2 separate regions of the Drosophila melanogaster genome follow, and region 1 is linked to region 2. A link is a contact called in public Hi-C data. All regions are on one chromosome and are shown on one strand. Each heading gives the region's core, a stretch centred on a gene start, on an enhancer-like site or on the middle of the called end of the contact. The rest is flanking DNA. Distances are from core to core; before and after follow the strand shown.

Region 1 (7,065 bases), core at 1,270-3,769, 230 kb after region 2:
ATGAAGCCATCAATGTCTGGCAGTCTCGATTAAATCATTGCCTGGCAGTCCTGGAGTTCTGAAGTCCTGGAAACCCACAGAACCGCCCAAATGCAGTAAGCACAAATCGCTGGCATGCCTCGGCAGACAAATTTGCCGGTTGTCCCTCGCAATTGAAAGGCAGCAAGGAAATGCGGTCTGGGGCCAGGACTTCATCTCAGTGCATTCCGGGGGCCAGAGTGGCAGCCCAAATCATGGCAAATCTTTTCTAACTATTTGCAATTCAAGCGTAAGTCTCTCTTCGCCTCCCACACACAAAAACACACACATAGACGCACATCGTGAAGGCAAGGAAACTTGCTTCATATGCAAACGTCTCCTTCCACAGACAACAAATCTTGCAATGAATATATTTGGCAGGAGCAAGCCAAGGATCTGAGGGAGCCAAAAAAATGTTACACACTTCTAGGCGTTGGCGGCGTGAATCGTTTCACTTTGCTAGAAAGCAAACGAAAAAAAATAGCAGTAAAAATGTGGAAAACCAGCCAGGACCTGCTCCTTGACTGATAAACGAGAGTAGTCCTGGTTACAGACGGTAACAGGAACGGCGGTTTATATTTTGACAATTTTTCCCTGGCTGCAGGTAAAGTTTATTTTTTGTCGCTACTAGTCTCGAATTGCCAAAGGAAATGATAGACGGCAGTCGGTAGTCGCTTGTTTTCTAGGCGATTTATACACTCCTTTGTTGTCTGAGTCAGGATGTGGCTAAGCCTAGAAAGCAATTTACCTGCTTATGTGAGCTTTAAACTTGTCGAGGAGCCAACTTTAAGTCGGCACCGAGTCGACAGAGATTGCTTACGGACTCAGTTATTTTTCCATTTCGCAACTTTATTCAAACATAAGCAGATATGCAGTTGCATACTGCCCCCTCTGGCATACATTTTCATATAAATATCCCGCTTCTGCTCGACTTGCTTATCACAACAAAAGTTGTCTGCTGAAAAAGAGAGAAACAGAGTTGGTTGCGCTGTCGAAAAAAGTCGAAATAATATGCCAAAGCATTCTTCAATGATTCTGGCTACGCGTTTTTGCACTTCAAAGTACTTCAAATCAATTTTCTTCACTTATTTTCATAAACCCCGGCGCAGTCCCTTTTTCCCTTATACCCATACCCATGCCCGTATCCTTTTTCCTTCCTGCGAGCCACCCACCTTCTGCTCGCCATCATCATTGGAGAAAAAATTTGCCAGAAAAGTTCAATTTTTGAAAAATATTTGCAAATTTCATTCACTGCGCTCGTCCATTCAAATTTCCTGCATTTATGTTGTTGTCCCTTTTGGGACGGATGGGTTTGGTTCGGTTCGAAGGGCGAAATATGAGCGGACCAAGGAAGCAAAAAAAAAAAATGAAGAAAATAAAGGACAACATAGCGGCGGACGAGGGCCAGCAGCTGGGTTGACTCAAACCCACATTTTCGGCACATTTGCCTGGGCGCAAGGACCTTTTGTTATATTGAGAAGGCAGCAAGAAATTGCGCTAAGATGCTTATCCTTTTTTTTTTGCGAGCTGCTCCCTTTCTTGCGGGGGCAAAAAAATGGTAAAAATGCTCCATTATTATTTTTATTACTTATTTGCTTTTAATACTTCACGGCGAGGACGACGACGTAAGGCGACGCCAACGATGGCGATGGCGAGGACGAACGTCATCCAATCTCAAAGCGGATGTCGTCTACTTTGCATTTTGAGCCGTTTCTACTTATGTGCTTCCTGCTCCTAGTCCGGGACTCAGTCGGAGGCGAGTCCTGCCCCGCCCAGGCATATTTTAAACGACGCTCGTCCTGCCCCATCCGAAATTATAATACGGTCGGTCGGTCGGTTGGTCCGTTGGTCCCCTGGTGGCCTTGCTCCATTCCCCAATGGTTGCATTTATTGAAAAATTCGCATCTCACATCGAGGAATTGAGGAAATTCCTTCTTCATGGCTTCGATGGCATCAGCTTTCGGCTTTCGCCTTCGATTTGGCTTCAGTCCCTTGGTCCTTTCGATTCTGCTCCCATCCGTTTATACACCGCCCCACCCCCACCGCCACCGGACTCTTGTCTTAAGTGCAGTCAGTAGTTGGCTTTGTCGTCTGTGTTTATGCAAAAAATTTGTCTACAGTCTACAGCCGTCGAGCCATTCCCCAGCTAAACTTCGCCGAACTGGCCTGGTTCGGTCAGGGCTTTTGTTATTTCTTGTGCTTAAGTAGTTTCTGCTGTTTTTCATACTTTTAGCTTGTAATCACTGTCAATGTCGACGACGGCGACAGTCAGGACAGCCCCGGCGGTTTTTCCCCATCGTTTTGTTTCTGACATGCTGCTTAAATGCTTCCCAAGATTTAGCTACTTGATGGGGTTTTGCCTCCTTACAATGTTATTAATAATAAGCTATACAAATTTTTCAGTGTCTTCGAAGGGTTCGACTGGGATCTTGTCCGGATTGGCTCAGAATGAACTGAAGGACTCGACTGACGACGGGACTGGACAAGACAAAGGCACTTGAACTTACGGAACACTTTAAGGATTGATTATCTCGAGGGTTGAGACCTTTTTTTTTTACATACCTGTAACGACAAATGAAAAGGGTATGATGATTAGTTTTCTTTTTATTGAAGATTACTATTATTAAACAGGAAGTATTGTTATTTAATGAAATTGTAACCTCTTGAATGTAAATTCAATCTACCATTTCGATTATGCATATCAAGGAATCAATTGCCGAACCATTTAACGGGCCAAACCAAAATGTCAACCTAATGGGCAGAGAACTTAACGACAGTTTTACTGGCTCCTTTCCCTCTAAAGCCGGAAAATTTTAATAATAGCAAAAAGTTCAATTGGCATTTCAATATTGTCTTTGACCTTAGCCTTCTATCGGGGAATCCCACAACCCATTTCGGGGCGTGCCTGGGCCATCCCAGTCCTGTATTATGAGTGTTGCTGGCATTTCAACGATTTTCAGTTTTCTTATTAAATATTCTAGAAATGTTTCGGAATCCAATGATTGTGCAATGGCATGTACGCGTTTCCCCCCTCTCCCCTTTACAGTCCACCGTCTATGTGCGAGTGTGTGTGCGCTGGTAAAGCATTTTTCGCTTCTCAGGGATCCGGCGACGACGACTCCCAATGTTGTTTGTCATTTTAAGTCGGTGCCATGGGTGGCTAGTGAGGTGGAACTATGGGCCAAAGGCAGCCGGCGCAAATGGCATTGTAGAACTCAGATCCAGATCCCCCTCCAACTTCCCCTTCCGTACATTTGCGAGTGCGCCAACAACAAAGTGAAAATGAAATGACTCGGAACGAATGGCAAAGCAAGCGTTTACATGAAAAGCTGAGTTGGTCTAGAGCTCTGGGTTTGCGACTGGATCTCTTAGAAGCAAAAGGGAAAGGGACTGGTCACAAATACACACACACAGAGCCACACTCACGTAGTTTATGTACCTTTTGGCAGCCAATGAAGCGTGCCCTAATTGCTCCAACAACTTTAAGCTAAAGAGTTTCTGCATTTTAAAGCAGGGTCCAAAAGTTGAAAGATGATGGCATGGGTGATTAGTAAGAAATAAGGATTTTCGGCACGTTATTTTATTTATGACTAGGAGGTATTCTAGAAAAATGAATTTATTCGGAAAAACAAAGATTATGCTTTTAAAATAAAAGTTTTGCCAGCACATAATTACCTAGATACTCATATTGATTTTTCGAAATATTTATTCAAGTTAATTAATTGATGAATTTAAGGCTTCAGCCAAGAGCAGCAGTTCTTCTTTAGTGCCAGTGGCACTTCTCCATAATAAATCAAAGCTTTTGCCTTTGGGCCACTCACACAGGCACAGCAGTTAAATAAACAGCTCGGGCGCCCAAAATTATGCAATGCAAATCAGCGAATTTTATGCATGGCCAAATATGCGATAAACAGCCGCCTAATTTCTAGGACATTCCCACTGCTCAGCACAAAAAATGCTTGCTACATATATATATATATATATAATGTATCAAAAATATACAAACTAATTTCACAATGATTCGGTAACATGTGAGCTGAAAGGCCAAACTGACACAATCAAAAGAGAAACACACAGCCTTTGTGCATAGATGTCCTGCAATCGAGTGGAGTGTAAATAACCGCGGTTTTTAGTTTATTAATTTTTTGTCAACAAGTCTTTTTGCTGCACGGCTACCGATGCTGTTTGTCTGTCTGCCTGTCACTGATAATAAATTTCCAACAGCAGTCAGAAAACTAAAAATGCAACAAAAAAAATGCAAATATTGTCGACGGCCCCGCCGAATGCCCTAAACGCTTTTGGTTGCCATATTTTTAAGCGTCATTTAATTAATAATACAGCGACGCCCGCAGCCTGATATCCTTCCACTGCCGATGTCCTCGGGGTGATTGTTGTCATGTCGTTGTGTTGCAAATTTGGTTATTAATTTTTCAACCAGCCGTTTTTTTCACCAATGCACGTGTGAGGCTTTACGGCTTTTATGTGCGGTTACAAATGTGTAATGGGGGGAAAAAAATGATAAAATAATTCTAATACGAAAAGTTCAATTAAAATTGCATCTCTGATCATCAAAAATCTTTGAAGGCAAAATGTTTTCGGTGCTTTAAAAGATTGTTTCAAATTTTATTCCACTTTATAATTCCTTTGACTGTCAACCCTCTCCAGTTTCTCTAATATTTACATTGCCTATGCAGAGTTATTTACGTGATTAAAAATTAATAATTGCACAGCTCTAAAAATATTCAAACGAAGCCAAACAGAATGCCCACTAAATTTTTGCACACGGATGCAATTTAATATTTTAAATATGTCAATTAAACGGCCGACGCGGTAGGCGGGTTGTGGTGGGCGTGGCCAGACAATCGCTGACAGGCAGAGGCTGCTTATAATAAATTATAAAATTGGCTGCCACATGAATTAAATAAAATTGCAGCTGAACATTTATTTAATAGCTGATAACTGTTTCTGTGGGAATCATACCGAATGCGGGTAACGAGATGGGAATGAAAACGACGATGGCAAAATGATGAAGAAGTACAGGCTTTTAGGCGAACAACCCAGACACTGAGCTATAAAAATATTGAACTTTACGACTATGCACTTGGCCATAATTCCATCTAGACCGGCGCAATCTTTAAGTCAACCAAGTGGATTTCGGCATCGGCTGGCGGATCCAAGCTCCTCTAGGCCAAGTCAAGTGCTTAAAGCAGCTCAAGGAGCGACGCGGACGAAGACGCAGCCGAGGACGAGTGCTCCGTAATGCACATGAAAGGAGACTTGAGCAATAAAAAAAAAAAAAAAGAAAAGGCGAGGAGCGCGGTGGAGTAGCAGGCGCAGGACTCCTCCGTCAGACACACAAAAAGGCACTCGTCAAGTCCATGGCGACGGGCAACAAACCCAACACCCAAGTCGCTCGCCAAAAGTGGGGGCGAAGTTTAAACGACTTAAGCGCCAAAGAAATCATCATTAAAGCTCCGCCATTTTTGCCAGGGGGCGTGGCCCCTGCTGCAATCGACAATGCTGGTTAAGTCAAGTGTAGGTCGTTGGTCGGGTCGCGTTCTCCTCCGCTGAACTGGGATCCTTTGGGGCCCGTGTCCTGACTGTTCTTTGGCGACGAACACTCAAGTAAATAGAGCTCAGTTTGAAATGCATCCAGCCGCGATTGAAGTGCAGGCGGCCCTGTCATCGATCTGGTCCAGAATGCCAACCAGGAGCGGGGGAATCCTGCCTAGCTGTTCGGTGTGTGTGTGTGTGTGTGTGTGTGTGAAGCGAATAACTGGATGACTGGATGTGGAGCTTTAATGCCTTGTCTGCATTTGTTTTCAACTGTCCGTGCGTGCGCCATTTTAATTAACATGCAAATCCAGTTGAAAATGCCAATTTATGCTTGACATAATATACCGAGAAAAAACGAATCAACAAACAGCAAACAGATACAGATTCAGATACAGAATGCAGCGCACAGTGCCAGGCACAATTATGTGGACAACAATCGCCAAAAGCGATCGGTGGGGCATTGAATTCGAGGATGATTCCATTCAACTTTTGGTTTCATTACGATTCTATTCGTTCATAAATCAAACCAACAAACACACCCACGCATACAGTGCTCCTTCGGAACGACTATATAATGTGCATATATGTACGTATGATTATATAATAATTACACTTTTTTCAATTGAGGGATATCCGAAATCAGTGCGTGTACTGTACACGCATGACCAGATTATTGTTATTATTATTGAGTATTTTTTTTTAATATAATTAATTTTTTGTCGCTTGTTTGTTTGATTTTTACAGCTGGACTGAAAGTGCCATTGTTCGTTCATTTGAGTCCGTCGCTCGTCTTCGGCCATTGTCAGAAAGTAAATATGAAAAATTATATGCCACACAGTAAAATAATAAAAATTAAAACAATTTTAATGATTGCTTTTTGTCACACATACATACATGGCCAGTGAATGAATAACTTTTAATTTGGTTTTATAATCAGAAATGCAATGCATAATAATCGCTTTAATGAGACGACCTGACAACGACCAAAATACCCACCCAAGATCGATCCATCATCCAGTTGAAGGGAGTGTAGTACTACTACTATTCAAAAGGTATAGCAGCACAAAGGCAGTCAAGTCAATTTGGTAAAAATTGAAACACCTGCTTGATTTCACGCCTGATTTAACTTTGGCCATTGTCCTGCTCCGCCCAGGAGTTTTTTCTCCTTGGCAGCAGCATGTGTTTGCAATTTAGCAAACAACGGGCCAAACTCGATAAGTTCGCTTCATTCTCCTCGGCAAACACTTGACGCGAACTGAAGTCAAGTTGAGCTGAGCTGAACTGAACTGAGTCGAGCTGAGTTGAGTTGCCTGGAGTTGAGTTGAGTACGGGCTAGGTGGGATGGCAGATTGCCATCGCCTGATAAGGAAGCGGTGAAAAAGTCCTGGCCCTCTGGCAATTTGTCTTTTGTTTGAAGTGAAATTTGCTGTTTGTCATGGCTTGAAAATTTAATGTGTCTGCCCGGCGGCGGCAAGTGTAAGAACTGGGCGG
Region 2 (6,950 bases), core at 3,424-5,923:
ACATTACAAACTTAGTTTCATTCTAAATGTTAAAGTAAAAGAGATCGGTGAACAGCAAAAAATATGTATTAAACCACACTTAGTGGAATTTCATCTTAAATAAGTCGATTTACTTGTTTCAGTATAGATCAGCTCTTAAGCCCATTAAAATTCCCGCTACTCGCCATGAAACTCCTCTCCATTGCGATGAAATCAAAACTTTTGAAAAAGCCCAAACCAAAAGGGGAAAGCAGACAAAGCGAACTGACGAAATCATGGCCATAAACAGAATCAATGAGCAGTAAAGCGGCAATAGATTTGAGTTATGGTTATTAATAATGCTGTGTGAGCTGCCCCCAGGCAAAGGACGAGATAACCTCGGAAACGAGACAGGACATGGAACATGCGGCAATGCAGACTTGTCTGGGTCCAAAAACACAATATAATATAGGGGGAGAGATGGTCTGGGCTGGTGGTCTTATGGTGGGATTGTGTTGGCCAGCCAAACAACAACAGGCAATGAACAAGAGTTAAGCTGGCTGGCATCCTTCACAAAACATTGCATCGTGTGAATCCAATATAGGAGGAGATCTCCCGCGCCCGTCCTCGCTCTTTGGCTGCCGGAAGTGCCTTTTGTCTGGCTTCATAATATTTTGCTCGTTACTTTTTAATATGACTCACAACAACATCCGAGCCAACAGGCAGACAGGGCTGACTAGAAGGTAGGAAAGGACGTCAAAGCCCCACAAAACGTTCACTCACAGTCGGACATATTATCTGCACTAAGCGAGACAATGCTAAAATCTATCTGAAGTGAAAATTTTATTACCGCCTTCCGAGAGGGACTGTGCGGGGTCAGTCTGTGACACCGTAATCAGTGCATGTCCTTGTCAGGGTGTCAGAGGATTACTCATAAAATTGCGATATCTTTTGTCACCTTTTCGGGGTTGAACTTCAAGTGTGCACAGAAGTGATGCGTACACCCCACCCCTTGACCGACATAAAGCTCATCCATTAGCGTTTATTGCTCATGATAAGCAGCTCCATGCTTTCCCCAAAAATTGTTCATAAATTCAAGTTGGCTTGCATATGATGGTGTTTTGTAGCCCCCACAGCTGGCAATTGTACTTTAACCCCACCCCAAAAATGTTATTTACCCTTACTCATCGGAATAGGAAAGAAATCTGGGTATCAGCATAAATATTATTACAAAATGCTTGACCGCACTTCGAAGTGCACAGCCAACTGGTCCACATTTGCTGAGCTCTGCAATGCTCATTCATCGGATATGTTTTCTAAGCTATACAAGACAGTCTCGAACGAGGGCATATAGATATTATTTGGATGTCACAGGACTTCAAGCACACCTGTCGTTTTTTACCCACTTCACCAATCAGACGTATTACATTTGACATTTCTTTTGATATTATTAAAAATTTTGTGATAGGGTTGCGCTGAAGCTGACACTTATTGAATAAAGCTTAAAAAATCTTGTTATACGGTTATATATTCTGGCCCTCTTCCACTTTTTCAGAGTTTTTATTTTAATTATATAAGCTAATACATTGAAATTAAAAATCGAAAATGAGTACGATCATAATCGGATATATGTATATGTTGTTCCTTCCTTTCAAATCAAAACTCTTCTACAAAAGTTTTTTTTTCTTTGATGTTTCCTGGCATAACCGCAACCCTGGCGATTTTTCGTTTGTGACACCACCATTTGTAGCCAGTAAGAGTTTGACTAAAAAGGCGAACGGGTGAGCCTTCATAAACTTGGCCAGTTCTACCCAAGCCCTATGTAAATAAATAAATATATATATAGAGCTGCGCTTAGCGCTGTATATATATTTATATATATATACTTATATAATTTTATATATACATTTTTTTCAACGCTTTATGCATGCAGCAGAGGAAAACATTTTATATTGCACACATATATTTTTCATAAACCGGAAAATTTAGGTCAGCACCGCGGGGTATAACCGTACAGCTGGCAAGATGGCAGCGCCCAGGACAGCGTCGTCTACTATTAAACGCTAATGCAGAAGCCCCCACCGGCGATTCCCTAGCGGTCAACGTACTGGCGACGTCAAAGCGTCGTCAAAAATGAATATGCGCATAGGATGCGGCGGAAATATTAAGCATACGCCGCGTGTGTGAGTGCCTGCCGTGTCTATGCGGCATGGTGAAAATTACGAAAACGGCCACGCCAACGATGCAGGCCACTTGAACTAGGGGATGTTCTGGTATCGGATTTCCTCGCGTTGGCGAACTAAATATCTTTTTAACGGATATGCTACAAAAAATTGAGTGTAATATAGTTTCGCATCCATGTATTCTACGATATTCTTTAAGATATCAAGTTTTTATCTGCTTTAAACGATATGGAAAAGATACTTTAATTTTGATAATCCTACTTTTAATAGTAAATTTAACGTGCTGAGACTAATTTCCAAAAACACTGTTTCTCAGAACTACATATCTGACTTATATGACGCTCTCCACGAACTAGTCGCATATAGCCGTGGGTCTCCAAAGGTTTCCAAAGTATGATTGCGTGCCTAAGCGCCATCTTACGGTTGATAGCTTCATTATAGTGCCGTGTTGCAGTTGTCGTTGATGTTGCTGTTGCATATTTGCCTCCTTGGTTCATACACAGAGAACAAATTGGAGAACGACTAGAGTTTGAAAATCAAATCTTTTTTCCCCGTTTCTCAATTAAATAAATAGATTTTGGAAACGTGGCTTACCATTTCTAGCTGCCTTAACGTCATATTGATCTTATTACTAAATAAAGAAGAGCTATAATCTACTGTCTGCATTTTTCTGTGTATCCCGTGCTTGTTTTTCTTGCCAAGTTGCAAGTGCTGATTATGGCCAAAAGGAAGAGGGACTTTGCCTGCATTCAGCTCGTTTGCGTTTTTCTAATTTTAGTTAAAGTGTTTTGCTGCTCCGCTTGGCGCCTCCTCGCCTTAATTTTTAAATTGCCAAGCGGAGTTTTCGCCTGGCCTCCTTTCGGTTGTTAGCGCACCAAGTGAAAGTTGCCGTTTCTTTTGAGCCTCGCACTTGAGTGTTATGTGGCCGCTTAAGATTTAAAAATTATGATTGGCGCGTAGTGGGCCAAGCTCTTTTTAAGGTATAACGAAAGTCACACAAATTGTGTGCAATTATGATTATGTAAGAAACAAATTCAAGTTGATTTAAATTAGAGAGTGTATTACAAAATTTCCAAGTGACAGATATTGCAACAATAGACACTTCTTTCATTCTTTCAAATCGAATAAATCCATTAAGTGACCGAAACTAAAGCCAGGGAAAAGTATCTCCGGCTGGCCCACCTCTTCCTGCCTTAGTAAATAAAACAAAAAGAGTTAGGATCCACTTGGCCAGACACTCCCATGCGCATAAATTTCAATAGCAAATCCATAGATGGCCATGGAAGTTGCGGGCCCTCTGCTCTCACAGACAGCGGAAATTGTTGAGATTTATGGCGACGGGGTTCCAGAGGGCTGCGCCATATTTATTTGAAAGTAAGTTGCATCCCATCCAGCCTGATTTCGAAGGACCTGCCTACCGAACGAACGGGTGGAGCGAACCGTTTCAGTTTTCAGCTCGGGCTAAAAACCCCAAAAGGATATTACATATCCTGTTCCTAGTCGTGTAAATGCCATTATAGATTGAATGTTTGCTCGGGGTCGAGAGTTGCGATTGCCATTTTCCCCGTTTGATTTACGTTTTCCTTGCATCCGCATCCATTTTGTTGTGCTCAGCATTGCATGTTGCTTACTTCGAGGCCATTCTGGTTCGAATACCCTTGTTTGCTCAGTTCTGGAAATCAAAATATAACATATTTTGCCTTTTGTAAGAAAAGATACTCGCGTACTCTGTTATTAGTTTTATAGTTTATAATTGTAGTGTTTTATAACTTCATTATTTTCATTCAGGCATTTTGTACTAACTTTCTTTTTGAAAATCTACCCAAGTCTAGTTTAATCGTATAATTCAAAAATAGTAGTTAAAATGGTGGGATTCTTACTTTATTGAAATCATAAAGTGCACTTGAACTTGGTCGTTGTAATCACCCCTAATCATATACTTAGGATATCAAATATTCGGCAAATCATTGGGGACTTATATCCTGTTTTGTTCATTGTCTCAGAGCTCTTGGCCTTGGTCTTGATCTCGCGTCCTCCGTTCTCGACTTCCGCTTCCGGCGCCCAGTGAGTTATGTATTGGAGTGCAAAATATGAGGCTATTAGAGGCCTTAAGTCCGTCGTTCATACGTGCAAGCTGCGCTTTTTCACACACTAGCTCCAATATGCCCAGCAAAACACGTTCTATGCCGGTATGAGAGCATCATCATTATTATTATCCAACAGCTCATGACTGCGGCCATTAGGTGGAAAGGAGCAGATGAAACTGAAAGCGAAAGGCGTTCGAGTCCCAGTGTCCTGGGAAGCTGCTCTTCCTCCTCCGATTCCGTCTCAAGTGACTATTCACAGCTGAAGATTTATTGAATGTGCGCGATGCTGCCAGTCTGCCTTTCCCATCGCCTCTGCCACGGATTCTCTGGTGTCTGCCACTGAAAGTTGGCTCCGTCTGCTCTTTGGCATTGGTATTGAGTGTTTATTTATTTTCAAGCATCATAAAAAATACATAGGCATACACAGAACCAGACGGGAAAGCATGGCCAGAAAGGAACCTCAAAGATGGCTGGGATGTACAGAAATTCCAGTTTATGATTTCCCAAAATAAAAACATAAAAACTCTAAAAATGTAATGTCTTGTCAGTGTTTCAGAAATGAAGCACAACTTGTAACAAAATAGTTTAAAATACCCTTTACGGAAACACGTAAAAGAATGTTAGTATGATTAATAATATATTGCAGCTAATATTTTGTATAAAATAATAAACACTGTTTGAAAATCAATCATATTTATATTCCTGAAATTATTACCAATTTAAATAAATAAATTTTTTCTACGAAAGAAAATCCCTGATTATATGAGAAAAAGATTCTCGGAATGACTGGGACGGCAGACAAGAAGCAAGGACATTCAATAATTTTGCTCGCATTCGAGTGGCAGAAACAGCTGCAATTTTTACGCCATTTTATGCTGCCAAACCAAAGTGTAATTTGTGGCCTGGGAACTTTGTCTATTGCCTCGGTGTGGAGAGTCCTTTTACAAGGACCCCCTGCAAATAGCTGCCTGCGATGTTGTTTTGTCGCTGTTAAATGAAGCATTCGCCATCGGAGTTGAAGATGTTTGCAATTTTTATTTCATTTGCCGGTCAATGAACATTGGAAATGTGTTAAGTGGCGCCCACTCTGCAGACCTCGACTTGTCTTTAATTGTCTACAAGTTGTCGGAATGGCTTTTAATGAAGTGTTAAACGATACTTCGGCTTTCCTGTGACCTCCTGCGGAGTCGTGGCTCCTGGCTTATTATTTGGCACGACCTAAAATATTAATTTCATTTCGGCCAGCTGACACTTTCCCAGCTCGCATTGAATAATTCCTTGCCGCTTCTTAGAGTGTTGACGGGGCTAATTACCATCGATGATTCTTTGGCTAAATTGCGCAGATGGGAACTTAAGCCGCTTAAAGTTTGCATGGCTTTACTCTTGAATATCGGCAATAAATGGCTCAGTTGGATGCTTATTCATGAGACACTTGTGACTTTGATGTATGCTAATAATCAGGATTGAAGTACGTCAGTATGTCGGAAACGATTTAATAGTATATTTCTTGAGTGCACTACATAAAATTAGTACTTACAATTAGCTTGTTCGTTTTATACAAAAGACTTTCGTATAGAGAAATGTATGTAAGAAAACTAACTATTTATTTCGAACCGGAAATTAAAGTATATTTCTATTTTCCTAAAGACGCCAAACAAAAACTGGAACGCCAAACAAAACTGTCCACTCAGCTGGGTGAACCACTCCCTAGTGCTTCTCTTTCACTATTTTTCCCCTGCTCAATTCCTTTTGAATCGCCTGTCACATAATATGGACAATCACTAACCACGAAAGTGTCAAACAAACAAAACGAGCCCAAGGCCTGCTCTCTCCTCGACCTCCCCTATTCGTCCACCACTTTCCATACTCATCTGCAATGGGTTCCGTAAATTTGCAAGCAAATCCTATTTTCGTCTAAGAGAAGCGCACTCAAACGGGCGGAGACAAACCATGCCATGCCAGATTTGAGTGCTGCGGGCACTTCGATGCTTCTGCTCCCGTTCTTTTTTTTGTGGGTCGTACACCCGTGCACACATCAATCTCGTCCCACTTTCCAGATACGAATCTTTCATTTTCGTATTTCCGTTCAAAATTTCGTGTAACTGAACTGGAACTTTAGAAAAAGGAGGACACAAAAAGCGAATTTTGCTAGCACCAGACAGAGCAGATAGAGGGTGGCTGATGGAACTGAAGCGAATGCAGCCTGCTCCATTGTGCCACATGGTAAAGTCAACCGGCACCAATATGTGAACGGAAGTTGGTAATCGACTGGCTAAATGGCCTTTAAACTAGGATGAACTAAAGGCAAACTACAGCGGAATCAACAAATGCATATCGGACATTTTTTATAAATACTAGGCTAATCAATTAATAGATACATGTTGCTAATTATTATTTTTAAATGATTTACTCAATTGTTATGTATGATTTGTATGATCCAGAATGTTTAGATATTATATCATTTTCTGGACAAGTATAAAACAGACTTAATTGAGAACATTTAAATTTTCTAAATAATTTTTCACTTACATTTTTATTAAATATCATAAGAGTTGAATTGGTATCTTTATCATCTTAGCCCAATATACCTCGTTCGATTCACAAGCAGGGTGTGCAAAGTGGGCATCATTCACATCGTCTGATTGCCCTGGCTGGTATCAAATTTAAATTTCTTCATTTGCCTTTCGGTCCGTGTGCAAGTTCAAGTTTTTTGTCTGTTCCT

The links. Hi-C and Micro-C count contacts between places; a contact is called where the count stands out from the background.
Region 1: a Hi-C map of the Kc167 cell line shows a contact between it and region 2, with 1.4 times the contacts expected there. The contact joins the promoter of lncRNA:CR45825 here to the promoter of lncRNA:CR44558 in region 2. A contact is called at or near these places in 6 of 107 Hi-C or Micro-C datasets (the Kc167 cell line, the ML-DmBG3-c2 cell line, embryonic mesoderm and 2 more).

What each region holds. Positions count from the first base shown.
Region 1 is chr3L:13,549,289-13,556,353 of dm6, forward strand. lncRNA:CR45825 (long non-coding RNA:CR45825) reads right to left here and starts at 2,520. Exons shown (of 1, transcript NR_133233.1): 1 at 1,586-2,520. The region is part of intron 7 of bru3 (bruno 3); the gene reads right to left.
Region 2 is chr3L:13,320,286-13,327,235 of dm6, forward strand. It overlaps lncRNA:CR44558 (long non-coding RNA:CR44558), which reads right to left and starts at 4,674. Exons shown (of 1, transcript NR_124931.1): 1 at 3,989-4,674.